2 separate regions of the Macaca mulatta genome follow, and region 1 is linked to region 2. Evidence: chromatin contacts called from public Hi-C data. All regions are on one chromosome and are shown on one strand. Each heading gives the region's core, a stretch centred on a gene start, on an enhancer-like site or on the middle of the called end of the contact. The rest is flanking DNA. Distances are from core to core; before and after follow the strand shown. Region 1 holds the start of MIGA2 (mitoguardin 2). Region 2 holds the start of CRAT (carnitine O-acetyltransferase).

Region 1 (6,193 bases), core at 1,976-4,475, 78 kb after region 2:
AGAGGTCTGGCAAAGCAAGAACGAGGGCTCAGTGTTCCTGGACACGGAGGAGCCCTGGGCTGAGCATGGAAGTGTTTCACAGACAAGAAATACAACTCACTCCGATCCTTACCTGCCCAAACGTCGTGTACAGGAACACGGGGATCTCAGCCACCGTCATGGCCAGGGCCTGGATCATGGACGTGCCCTCAGCCCTCCGGAACGCCATGGCAGGGCCAATGCCCCAGGCAAAGTCCTCAGGGCCAAGAGCTTCCAAGGAGAACGTCTTCAACTGGTTGCTAGCTGGGTCCTGGGCACCATCCACGCCCCAGAAGGACAGGAACACACATACCAGAGGGCCCCTCCACAGAGCTAAGAGACAGACGACCAAGTCAGAGAAGAGAACGTACACACGGCAACACGCGGAAATGCACACAAGAGCGTCCATGGGGGAGGAGGCGGGAGCAAAGCTTGCCTCTGGAACCCCAGGTCTGGAATCAGGCCCCAGGCCTCTGCATCTGCCCACCAGCGGGCAGCCCCACGCCCACAGACTCTCTGCCTACCAGGGGCCCTGCAAGCGGAAACATCTTTGGCCAGCCAGCCCAGGAGAGGACCCAGAACCTGGGAGGTGAACAGGTCACTCTCAGACTTAGGGCTTTAAGCCATATTTTCTCTACCTTTTTCAACCCATGGACCATTTGCTAAGCAAAAATCTTAGGCCCCAGACTGAGAATCACTGCATCTTTTTACCTCCCACAAAGTTAAGGATGTTTCCTTGCTGGGCACTGCGGCTCACGCCTGTAATCCCAGCACTTTGGGAGGCCGAGGCGGGCGGATCACCTGAGGTCAGGACTTCGAGACTGGCCTGGTCAACATGGTGAAACCCCGTCTCTACTAAAAATGCAAAAATTAGCCAGTGTGGTGGCACGTTCCTGAAATCCCAGCTACTTGGGAGGCTGAGGCAGGAGAATCGCTTGAATCCAGGAGGCAGAGGTTGCAGTGAGCCTAGATGGTGCCACTGCACTCCAGCCTGGGTGACAGAGCGAGACTCTGCCTCAAAAAAAAAAAAAAAAGACAAACAAAAAAAGGATTCTGTGAAGTTGATGCCACCCACCTTCCCCCCAGCCTCATCTCTGGTTTCCGATGAGGAAACTGAATCTCCGACAAGCTAAGTTAGGAGTCCAAAGTCACATAGCTGGTACATGGTAGAGTAAGACTTTGTGCTCAGTGCAACCCTTTTGCTAAATTTGACATGCAGCAGGAAGTAGCAAGCCCCAGCAGACCACAGAGTACTGGGCAGCTTTCCCTGGGACCTCAGGAAATACTCCCCTCCCCCACAGGGTGCCCCATTGCCCCTTCCCAAGGCCAGGAAATAAGTGGCTTGATCACACCTAGCCTGGACCCCAAGACCCAGCAGGGTGCTCCCCCACTTCCAGCTCCAAGCCCGAGGATGCCTTCAATGTCTCCCGGGACCTCAAGCAGAAGGAACACACAGGCCAAGACCGACCCTGTCTCCCTGGGATGGCGGCCAAAGTCACTGGGGCAGCAGAAGAAACAGCTTCTCTCCAGTGAGTGGGAAGGACTGAGGAGCCTGTCAGTCTAGCTCTAAGACTGGGGGGTGTGTGAGAGAGGAGGGGCGGGCAGGGTGATGTTCTAGGGCTAAGGAAGCTTCCAGGTTGTCAAAGGTAGAGGCATCCTACCAGGAGGCTGTGAATTGAGCTACGTGACCCACAGTGGTCAGGACCTAGGTTAATACTGTAAGCCACATCCCCCTACCCCTCACCCCGACCCCAGGCTGGCTCAGGTCTCAGAAACAGGGAAGACAAGAACATCAGAGGGCCAGCAGCTACTATTTCCCAAGCCCTTACTCCAGGCCAGACTCAGAACAGGCTCTCCACGACAGGCTTTGGGTCCAGTCCTCTCAGAACCCTCGCAATGACCAATGTTTATCTCAAGGATGGGGAAACGCGGAGGCTCTCAGATGAGGCAGCCTGCCTGAGGTCACTGAGTACTAAGCGGCCAAGTTCTGGGGGATCTCGAGACTGTGGTAGTGCTTCCCAGCTGCTGCCAGCTACAACTGCCACCGCTCCTTCCAGGCCACACCTGTAGCACTTCTGGGCCTCTAAGTGAGAAGCCCACATGTCCTTAAAGATGAGCCTGAACACATGCTCCAGGGGTGACTGAGGCCCACTGTTTGCGGGAGAGTCCAGAGCAGCCCCTTGTCCCCACTGGGAGGCAGAGCCTGCAGGTGCAAGGTAACACCACCAGCCCCCAAGCCTGCTTCACTCCAGGGATGGATCCAAATCCAGTCAACCCACACTGTGTCTGTCCCCCTGGCACCCTGGCCATCCCCCAGGGCCCAAGATGAGACCCCTCCACCTCCTCTCCACAATGAAAAGTCCACAGCAATGTTCCCTACCAAATGGACACTTCTACTGCTGTGCAGGGCCTGGCCCCACTTGGGCAGCCATCTCTCGTGCCCTACAATCTTAGGCAGACACCTCCTCATTCCACCGTCACCAGAGCACTTACAGCACCCTCAGCCTGGGTGTCTAAGCTTATCATCCCACGCGCCTCCTCCCCTGCGCTAGGCAACCCCACTAATGACTCTGGCCTGTCCACTCGCTCATTCCGCCTGGACCCCAACAACGTCCCCGACTCCCTTGAGCCACTCTGCCCAGTCTCCTATTCATCCCATGCCGGACCCCTCAACAGTCCCACCATGCCGGGCACTGGGCACCCCCGCGCTGGACCTCAGCAATATCCCTGTCTTCAGAAATTGCTCACTCCACCCCAGACATCTTGGGCAGCCCCTTCTTCTCTTGCCCCTACCCCGGAATATCCTTGAAACTCACCCAAGTACCCTCTGGCGCTGCTCACGGCCAGCACACCTGCTCCTTCCATCCCGGGTGCTTTCCCCGCCTCGGATCGGGTACCTGCGCGCCTGCTCCAATCCCCGCCACGTTCCAGGCCTGGGCATCACCTCCCTGACCCAAGTACCTTCTCGTTCCACTCCCAAGCAAGGTACCCTCTCGCACCGTCCCTGGCCCGGGTGCCCACTCATTCCAAACCCGGCACCTTCCCGGTCCAGTTGGGCCCGGACACCCGCGCTCACTCGGTCCTCCGCTCAAGTCCCGGGCCCTGCCGCGCTGCCCGACCGCCTTGGGGGCTCAGCCCGGGCCGATACTCACCCGGGATCCCATCGCTACGGAAGGGCAGCGTCTCCTTCCCCCGCAGCTGCGCAACCAAACCGAGGCCGTCGGGGGCGTGGCCTAGCGCCAGGCCCACCCGTTTCTGGCCAATGAGCATTGCTAAGTCGCTCAGGGCCGCCGCAGCCTCTGGCCAATTAGGCGGGTCATGTGACCAAGCTGCTAGTCCACCTCTCCCGCCCTCTTCCCCGCCCCCTAGTGCGGTTGAAGCGCGAAAGTGGTCTCTTCTCTTCTACTATTGGCCATTCAGATTCGATCGACATGGGCGGCTGGGTGGGGCGGGGCCACTCTTAAAGCGACTGAAGCGGAGCAGCCAGACCTCGAAGGGGGTTTCTTGGAGGACGCCAAAGCAGGCTGAGCTCTCACATTAAGATCCTCTACTCTTGTCGTTCCCCACAAGGACAAATCCTTCCCACTCTCCAAGCGCCCACTTTCAAATACTACCGCCCCTGACTTCCCGCAGCATGCTCTTATACTGCCCCCACTCTCCCCCTTGTTCTGGAGTTGTTTGCAGAAGTGCCAGGTCTCGCCTGCTAGACAGTGTCTCTGAGAGCTGGAGTCAAGGGGTCTTCAGTTCTGGCCACCTATCTGGGTCTTACACTAAACACCAGGATTGAGATCAGGCCGACCTAAGATGGAATCAAGTGTTGCCACTTCAGTTCTCTAGAGTTTACCCCTGTGTGAAATGAAATAGGGATGAGGCCGGGCGCAGTGGCTCACGCCTGTAATCCCAGCACTTTGGGAGGCCGAGGTGGGTGGATCACGAGGTCAGGAGTTCGAGACCAGGCTGTCCCAACATGGTGAAACCCTGTCTCCACTAAAGATAAAAAACTAAAATAAAAATTAGCCAGGCGTGGTGGCACACACCTGTAATCCCAGCTACTCGGGAGGCTGAGGCAGGAGAATCTCTTGAACCCAGTAGGCAGAGGTTGCAGTGAGCTGAGATCCAACCATTGCACTCCAACCTGGGCCACAGGGTGAGACTCCATCTAAAAAGAAGAAGAAAAAGGCCGGGCGCGGTGGCTCAAGCCTGTAATCCCAGCACTTTGGGAGGCCGAGACGGGCGGATCACGAGGTCAGGAGATCGAGACCATCCTGGCTAACACGGTGAAACCCCGTCTCTACTAAAAATACAAAAAAAAAAAAACTAGCCGGGCGAGGTGGCGGGCGCCTGTAGTCCCAGCTACTCGGGAGGCTGAGGCAGGAGAATGGCGTAAACCCAGGAGGCGGAGCTTGCAGTGAGCTGAGATCCGGCCACTGCACTCCAGCCTGGGCGACACAGCGAGACTCCATCTCAAAAAAAAAAAAAAAAAGAAGAAAAAAAGAAATAGGGATAAAATTCTTCCCTTTCCCGAATCACAGGGTTTTGGAGAGGATGGAAAGAGGACGGAGTGTCAGCCCTTCCATAACTGTGAAGAGCTGGGCACAACTACGTTTTAAAATTGCAATTGTCGGCTGGGAGCGGTAGCTCATGCCTCTATTCCCAGCACTTTGGGAGGCTGAGGTGAGTGGATCACTTGAGATCAGGAGTTCGAGACCAGCCTGGCCAACATGGTGAAAACCCGTCTCTACTAAAAATACAAAAGTTAGCTGGGTATGGTGGCACACACCTATAATCCCAGCTACTTGGGAGGCTGAGGCAGGAGAATTGCTTGAGCCAGGAGGCGGAGCTTGCAGTGAACCAAGATCGCACCACTGCACTCCAGCCTAAGCAACAGAGCAAGACTCCATCTCAAAAAAAAAAAAAAAAAAAAAAAGCCCCGGAGCAGTGCCTCACGCCTGTAATCCCAGTACTTTGGGAGGCCAAGGAAGGTGGATCACAAGGTCAGGAGATTGAGACCATCCTGCCCAACATGGTGAAACCCCAGCAAGGTGGCGTGTGCCTGTAGTCCCAGCTACTCAGGAGGCTGAGGCGGGAGAATCGCTTGAAACCGGGAGGCGGAGGTTGCAGTGAGCCGAGATCGCGCCACTGCTCTCCAGCCTGGGTGACAGAGCAAGATTCCATCTCAAAAAAAAAAAAAAAAAGGAAAATTATAATTGTTGAATAAAGCCTTCATTTATTCAACTAATGTTTTCTGTGTGCCAGCCTTTTGGCTGGACATGGGAGCTCAGTGGTGGACAGGAGGTAGGGATGTGGTGGCCCCAGGGGAGTTCATTGTCTGGGGAGCAGATACTTAATCACAATCCCCTGTGATGGTTACTCTAATGGGGGAATGTGGGATACCAAGGAGACACCTGGGCTTGCCTGGGGAGGTGAGAGGCTCCAGAAAGAAAAGGGGGATCCAAGGCCGGATGTGGTAGCTCACGTCTATAATCCCGGCACTTTGAGAGGCCGAGGAGAGCGGATCATGAGGTCAGGAGTTTGAGACCAGCCTGACCAATATGATGAAATTAGCCAGGCGTGGTGGCATGCCCTGTCTATGTCGGCCCGCCATGCTCAACCCCTTGCGGGAGGGAGCATGGGGGCGGCAAGTGCAGGATCTGGCTGGCTGCTTTGGGCGTGGGCAAAACGAGGCTCCGTGCAGGCCCCATGGCGGTGCCCAGGTCGGGGTGCCTGCAAACCCTGAAGCCCCAGAGGACACGTTACAGTGCTCTCTTAGCTCTGCTGTCCATGGACGGCAGTGTGTTATCAGCTCAGTAGGCTCCTTGCTTTACCGTGTGGGGTGGCTGCCCTCCGCCAGTGACAGCAGAGGGCCAGCATGACAATCTTTTTCGGGTACCCGCAGTTGGTGAGTCCCGAGCTCTCGTCTAGTGTCCAAGAAGAATGAGGTCACCTGGACACTTGAAGGATAGTGAAGGAGGATAATTTTATTTTATTTTGTTTTATTTTATTTTTATGTATTTATTTATTTTTTGAGATGGAGTCTTCCTCTGTCGCCCAGGCTGGAGTGCAGTGGCCGGATCTCGGCTCACTGCAACCTCTGCCTCCCAGGTTCAAGTGATTCTCCTGCCCCAGCCTCCCAAGTAGCTGGGACTACAGGCGCCTTGCCACCACCATGCCCAGC
Region 2 (6,591 bases), core at 521-3,020:
AGTTATCTATGGCCAGTCCAGCCTCCTCCTTCTCCATGAAAGGGGTCTCTAAGAAGATCCTTCCGTAGCACCTCCATCCCAGTTATTTGAGATGAACTAAAAAGAGGCTACAGTGTAAATAAGAGTTACCGAAGGAGATGCCAGAGAGAGACTAACCTCCTTGCACAACCAGCCTTTTAAAATTAGGGGTTTAGACACCACGGGCAGTTTCCCTCAATAAATTCTCAGTCACGGAAACCAGAGAGGAGGAGGATGAGGGGTGAGCAGGGCGCGGAAGCTGAAACTGGGGGCGAGGCAGGCGCGGCCCACTGAGCACCACCCCATCCCCTGAGCAGCGACTAATAAACACGGCAGCCTCCGGAATCACTTTCGCCCCCTTCCCTGGCAACTTCCCCACCAGGTTCACGGCTGACTTAGGCACGCGCTGCCCAAAGAGGCAAAAGGCCCCCCTTATGACCACGGTGCTGCCCACCCGGCATTCGGGCAGCCCAGACTCCCACAAAACCCAGAGCTGCGCCCCAATCACCACCCCTTTGCAGCCCCTGCTTCCCTCCCAGCGGTGCCCCATCACCCACCTCTCCCCTAAGGCCATTCAACTCAGTTTCTCCTCGGGGCCCCTCAGCTTTTGCCCCTCCAGCTCCTCCGTGTCCTGACTCTCGCCCTCCTGAGCCTCCCACACCTGGCGCCGCCCTCACCCTACCCGACCCCGGCCCGGCCTGGCCCCGCCGGCCTTACCTGGTGGCGGCTGCCGCTCGCCCTCAGCCATCTTGCTCCGGCCAGGAGCCGGCCCGGATGCCTGCAGTCCCCTCTCGCCTTTCACGCTTGCACCCACCCTTCCTCTCCCCGGCTCCACCAAAGGCTCCGGGTTTCCTGAAGACAAGTGAGCGCCGGCCGGCTATAACCGAAAACCGAGAGTTAAAGTCACCCCAGGGACGACGGCCGCCATATCGGTGCGGGGCGCTCAGGGAGCATGCCCATTAACGGCCGGCGCGCGGCGGACGCGCGGACTCGGGCGACGGCCATGTCAGTGCGGGGCGCGCGGGGCGCATGCGCGCCAACGGCCCCCAAGCGCCAGGTCCGCTAACGGCTGCCGGAACGACGGGCGCCGCGGCTGCCATGATTGTGCGGGGCGTCAAGTTTGGGTTGTGCACAGCCATGTTTTTCCGGGGCAGTCTCCTGTCCCCGAGTACCACCTGTCATCTTTGTGGGTGGTAGTGACCCTAATCCAAGGAATATGAGAGGACATTCTCCGGACAACACGGTTGTGTTTTCCTACCACTCTAAGAGTTACGCTCAAGAACACCAGACGGAGTTGGAGAGGTGCACACCGCTACCTCCAACAGCTTAGAAGACACGCGGGGGCGGGGGAGAGACAGCTGGACGGTGGCCTCCTCCTTCCTACTCCACAGATCTCAACGCCTTGCGGGGCCTCCCAACCAATGACTCGCCGTCGGCCCCGCCCCTCTGTCCCAGCACCCGCCGTGGCCCCGTCCCCAGCTCGCAGCCAGCCTACTGCGACCCGCTACCGGGAGACGCCCCGCCCCTCCTGACCCTCCCCAAGGAGACCCCGCCCCATCGAGGCCCCGCCCCATCGAGGCCCCGCCCCCGCCCCGCAGCCAGCCTCCCGGGCTCCGTTGCAGGCTCGGGGCCCGCTACCGGCCCAGGCCCCGCCTCGCGAATCCTCCTCCCCGGTGCCTGCCCGGCCCGGAGGGTGGGCGCGGGGCCGCCTCTACCGGCTGGCGGCCGTAACTCAGCGACCTTGGCCCGAAGGCTCTAGCAAGGACCCACCAACCCCAGCCGCTGCAGCGGCGGCGCGGACTTTGCCCGGTGTGTGGGGCGGAGCGGACTGCGTGTCCGCGGACGGGCAGCAAAGATGTTAGCCTTCGCTGCCAGGACCGTGGTGAGTGCGGCGGAGCCAGGGACTGAGGGCCCTGGACGGCGTGGGTGGCCGTGCGGTTGCGCCCGGGAGCGGAGACCTCGTCCTGCGGCCGCTATCCGACCCGGCCTCCAGCTGATGGGGTGGGGTGGGGTGGGGCCAGGCGGGCGTCCCAGGTTTGGCAGAGCAGGAGATTCGGGCGCAGCGTCAGAAGTGGGATTGAACCCACGTCCTGGAGCATTCAATTCCAACGACCCGGGAAAGACAGGGGGGACCCGGCTTCAGTTAGCACCCCCACCCTTAGACCCAGAGACAGGCCGGTGGGGGAGAGAGACCAGGAGCGTCCAGACCCGCGCTCACTCTCCCAGTTATTCTCACACACCCGTCGCACGCTTAGGCCAGAGCCACTTCTCCGACCCTGTCCAGTTAGTTGGTCAGGCTCCTTTGGTTTATCGGATGGTCCCTGGGGAATTGTGTGTGGCCAGAGAAACACGCAGAGGCATCAAGCTAGGCTGCTCAGAAAGGCCTCAGAACTGGCAGGTGGCAGCCCCATGGCCTCCCTCCCCTCCAGCCCCCTTCCCCACCCTGGCTGTATCTACCCCTCAGTCCTCCCCAGAGGGCAGCCTGGATGCTAGCCTAATTTCAGTTCCTTCCATCCCTAATCCAGGCATATGTTGCTGGTGTCTCACTGTCTCGGACACACACTACCGGGCCAGAGGGCAGAGGGTGCATCCAGGCTCAGGCTCAGAGGCCCTTCTAGGTGTTGCAACACCCTGAGCCTCCACTGCACCCTTGTCACTTGTCTCCCAAGCTGCATCTCATCCCACAAACAGACTCTAGGTCATTCTCCAGGACCATCCGACTAGCCTGGTTACTTTCCTGCCAGGGAAACTGAGGCAAGGAGGGACTTGCCCAGAGTCCCCTGGAGCTGCTCATTCAAATCCAGCCCAATCACAGCGTCCTTTGGTTTATTTTTCTTTTTTTTTTTTTTTTTTTTTTTTTTTTTGAGACGGAGTCTCACTCTGTCACCCAGGCTGGAGTGCAGTGGCCGGATCTCAGCTCACTGCAAGCTCCGCCTCCCGCGTTCACGCCATTCTCCTGCCTCAGCCTCCCGAGTAGCTGGGACTACAGGCGCCTGCCACCTCGCCCGGCTAAGTTTTTGTATTTTTAGTAGAGACGGGGTTTCACTGTGTTAGCCAGGATGGTCTCGATCTCCTGACCTCGTGATCCGCCCGTCTCGGCCTCCCAAAGTGCTGGGATTACAGGCTTGAGCCACCGCGCCCGGCCACTTTTGGTTTATTTTTCATACCAAAAGTCCTCCACTCTTGGACCCTAGCTGAATGAGCCACAGCTCAGGAAAAAATGAGTGTTGGTAGAGGGATGGCTCAGATGGGTCCCAGGAGTCCTGGAGAGAAACAGGAAATAGGCAGGGCTTCTGGCTGTCCCATCCACTGATGGCCTTTTCCTGGTGTCTGCTCCCCTGCACCAACCCTAATTTCAGGACCGATCCCAGGGCTGTGGTGTAACCTCAGCGGCCAGGCAGTCTCTGCCCTCCAGCCAAGTTTTCTCTCATCAAAAAGATCTTCACAGATTCTGACAGGTGTATTTTTTTATTACTTCTTGGCCTGCCTCCCTGGCACTGAGCCCATGCAGAGAAGAAAGGAAAGAACTTTCCAGGTTCCCTTCTACTGGAATGCCCCCCACCAGCCTCTCACCTGCTCCCCCTTCCTCTACTTCTGGGAGCTCGGGAGGGTGGAGTAGCTTCTAGAGTTCAGGAGCTTCCCCTGCCACTGCCACAACCCCCGTTGCCACCACAGCCATTGCCACTGCCACCTGCCTCCCCCTGAATCTTGGCTCTTGTCTTCTCTTTCCAGCCCAGGCAAGTGGCTGCCTCTGGCTAGGTTCTGCTCGCCCACTTGGTAGCACAGTTAGGCTTAGAGATCCAACCAAGGCAGACAGGGCCCAGAACCTCGGTCCTGCCATGGAAGAGGATGGGCAGCAGAGAGAGAAGGTATGGAACAGAGCTCCTGCCGCTCGCCTGCTCACTGCAAGAGCAGCCTCGGGCCCTCCTGTCTCTCTTTCTGCCCACTACAGGGCCCCCTGGACTTTCTCTCTTTCTGCTGCCTCTCACCCTCCATGCCAGGCCACCCAGCTCTCTCGCCACAGCACTGCCCTCACCCCACCCTCCCCCATCTCAGAGGCAGGAGGAAGCCCAAGGCCCCTCACCCGAAGATGCTGCCATTGTCTGGCTCTCTGTGATTCTCTCTTCTTCCCTTCTATTTCTCAACCTGGAAAGGGTGGGAGAAAAGGAGGTGGGGACCTCCAAGAGGGACAGTCACCACTCTGCTGGCTGGTTCCTCTTCCAGGGTGAGAAAGGAGGGGCCTGTGCAACCCAACAGGTGGGCGGTCCCCCTCACCTCTGCTACACCAAAGAGCCATTCATCCTGACTTGATTCCCCTGAGCCTTGCCAAGAACCATGGCCACACCCCACCCTTCCCCATCCCTACCTACATCTCCAGGCCCTGGAGAGGCGGGGACATCTATAGCTCTAGGGCTGGGAGGCCAGCGCCAGCCCCACCCAAGAGGCTGTCTCTGCCCCAGGAATGGGCACATAAGTGCCCAGGACTACAGCTTTGGGACTGCCAGGGCTCCAAGCTGGGAAGGGAATGAACAGGATGTTCTGCTGCCTGCAGGTGAAGCCTCTGGGCTTCCTGAAGCCCTCCTCCTTGATAAAGGCTTCCGGACGCTTCAAGGCACACCAGGATGCACTGCCACGGCTGCCTGTGCCCCCTCTCCAGCAGTCCCTGGACCACTACCTGAAGGCGCTGCAGCCCATCGTGAGTGAGGAGGAGTGGGCCCACACCAAGCAGCTGGTGGATGAGTTTCAGGCCTCAGGAGGCGTAGGGGAGCGCCTGCAGAAGGGGCTGGAGCGTCGGGCCAGGAAGACGGAGAACTGGGTGAGTGAGAGATGCCCTCACCGTGACCTGCTGCTGGCTGCACGTGCACAGTTCTCCAGTGCCCACTGCGCTGGCACGGCCGTTCATTTGCTGCCCAGAGTTTTGTGAGCACATACTCTGTGCCTGGCACTTGGCAGGGCACCAGGTGATCAAGAAGGACACAGTCACCAGCCCACTGGAGCTGACATTCAAGTAGGGAGGAGAGAAAGGGGATGAACAGGACACAGGTTGTGGACAAGGTGTCATGTTCTGGGATAGAGGCAGGAGTGGGGTGCAAGGACAGGTACAGCCAGGTAGAAGAAGATGCCCTTGTGGGCCGGGCGCGGTGGCTCAAGCCTGTAATCCCAGCACTTTAGGAGGCCGAGGCGGGCGGATCACAAGGTCAGGAGATCGAGACCACAGTGAAACCCCGTCTCTACTAAAAATACAAAAAATTAGCCGGGCGCGGTGGCGGGCGCCTATAGTCCCAGCTACTCAGGAGGCTGAGGCAGGAGAATGGCGGGAACCCGGGAGGCGGAGCTTGCAGTGAGCCGAGATCGCGCCACTGCACTCCAGCCTGGGCAACAGCATGAGACTCCGTCTCAAAAAAAAAAAAAAAAAAAAAAAAAAAAAGAAGATGCCCTTGTGCTCCGTGGGACAGCCTTAGGCAGCGGATACATGTCACTTAGTGACGGATCGCCCTGGTTCTGTGTCTGATCTGTGACACAGGTGTACCCAGTTTGGAAAATGTGCCTACACCAATGCTTCGTGTGCTTTTCTATTTACATCTCATACTTCAACACACAAATTAAAAAGGTGACAGCCGGGTACAATGACTCATACCTGTAATCCCAGCACTTTGGGAGGCCAAGGCGGGTGGATCACGAGGTCAGGAGTTCGAGACCAGCCTGGCCAACATGGTGAAACCCCATCTCTACTAAAAAGACAAAAATTAGCCAGGTGTGGTGGCAGACACCTATAATCCCAGATACTGGGGAGGCTGAGGCAGGAGAATTGCTTGAACCTGGGAGGTGGAGGTTGCAGTGAGCCAAGATTGTGCCTCTGCACTCCAGCCTGGGCAACAGAGCAAGACTCCATCTTGGAAAAAAAAATGGGGGGGGGTGCCGGGCACGGTGGCTCATGCGTGTAATCCCAGCATTTTGGGAGGCCAAAGTGGGCGGATCACGAGGTCAGGAGATCGAGACCATCCTGGCTAACACAGTGAAACCCCGTCTCTGCTAAAAAAAATACAAAAAAATTAGCTGGGTATGATGATGGGCACCTGTAGTCCCAGCTACTCAGGAGGTTGAGGCAAGAGAATGGCGTGAACCCGGGAGGCGGAGCTTGCAGTGAGCCAAGATCACGCCACTGCACTCCAGCCTGGGCAACAGAGCAAGACTCCGTCTCAAAAAAAAAAAAAGGTGGCCCAGCTGCTGGGAGGGAGGGAGAGTGGGAGCCAGAGATGAGGGGGAGGGGTGACATCACCCCCAGGGAGCTGTGGCAGCCTGGGTCTGACACTGGATGGGAGACAGGGAGAGTCATTAGGTCCAGGACTGTTTTGGAGGCAGTGCCAGTGTCACTTGCCAATGGTGGGGGCAGGGGTGGAATTTGTCAAGTCGGGGTTGCCTGAGGGAGAAACTGCCTGTGGGAGAGCCACAGCGGGTCCCGCCCTGGGAAGTGCTGTGTTATAGGGGATGTCATGGGGATGGGAGGTGGAGCTCTAGCCCTGAGGCTTGGCGGAGGCTGGGGGGCTGCACACAGGAGGTGGGAGTTGTCGA

What was found. Hi-C and Micro-C count contacts between places; a contact is called where the count stands out from the background.
Region 1: a contact with region 2 is called in a Hi-C map of cortical neurons, with 5 times the contacts expected there. The contact joins the promoter of MIGA2 here to the promoter of CRAT in region 2. A contact is called at or near these places in 2 of 14 Hi-C or Micro-C datasets (cortical neurons and liver).

What each region holds. Positions count from the first base shown.
Region 1 is chr15:18,610,366-18,616,558 of T2T-MMU8v2.0, forward strand. It overlaps MIGA2 (mitoguardin 2), which reads right to left and starts at 3,226. Exons shown (of 16, transcript XM_077967727.1): 1 at 3,171-3,226; 2 at 113-351.
Region 2 is chr15:18,533,603-18,540,193 of T2T-MMU8v2.0, forward strand. It overlaps CRAT (carnitine O-acetyltransferase), which reads left to right and starts at 1,771. Exons shown (of 14, transcript NM_001261113.2): 1 at 1,771-1,900; 2 at 4,571-4,834. The coding sequence starts at 1,874. It overlaps PTPA (protein phosphatase 2 phosphatase activator), which reads right to left and starts at 1,416. Exons shown (of 11, transcript XM_077967845.1): 1 at 1,335-1,416; 2 at 736-895. The coding sequence starts at 766.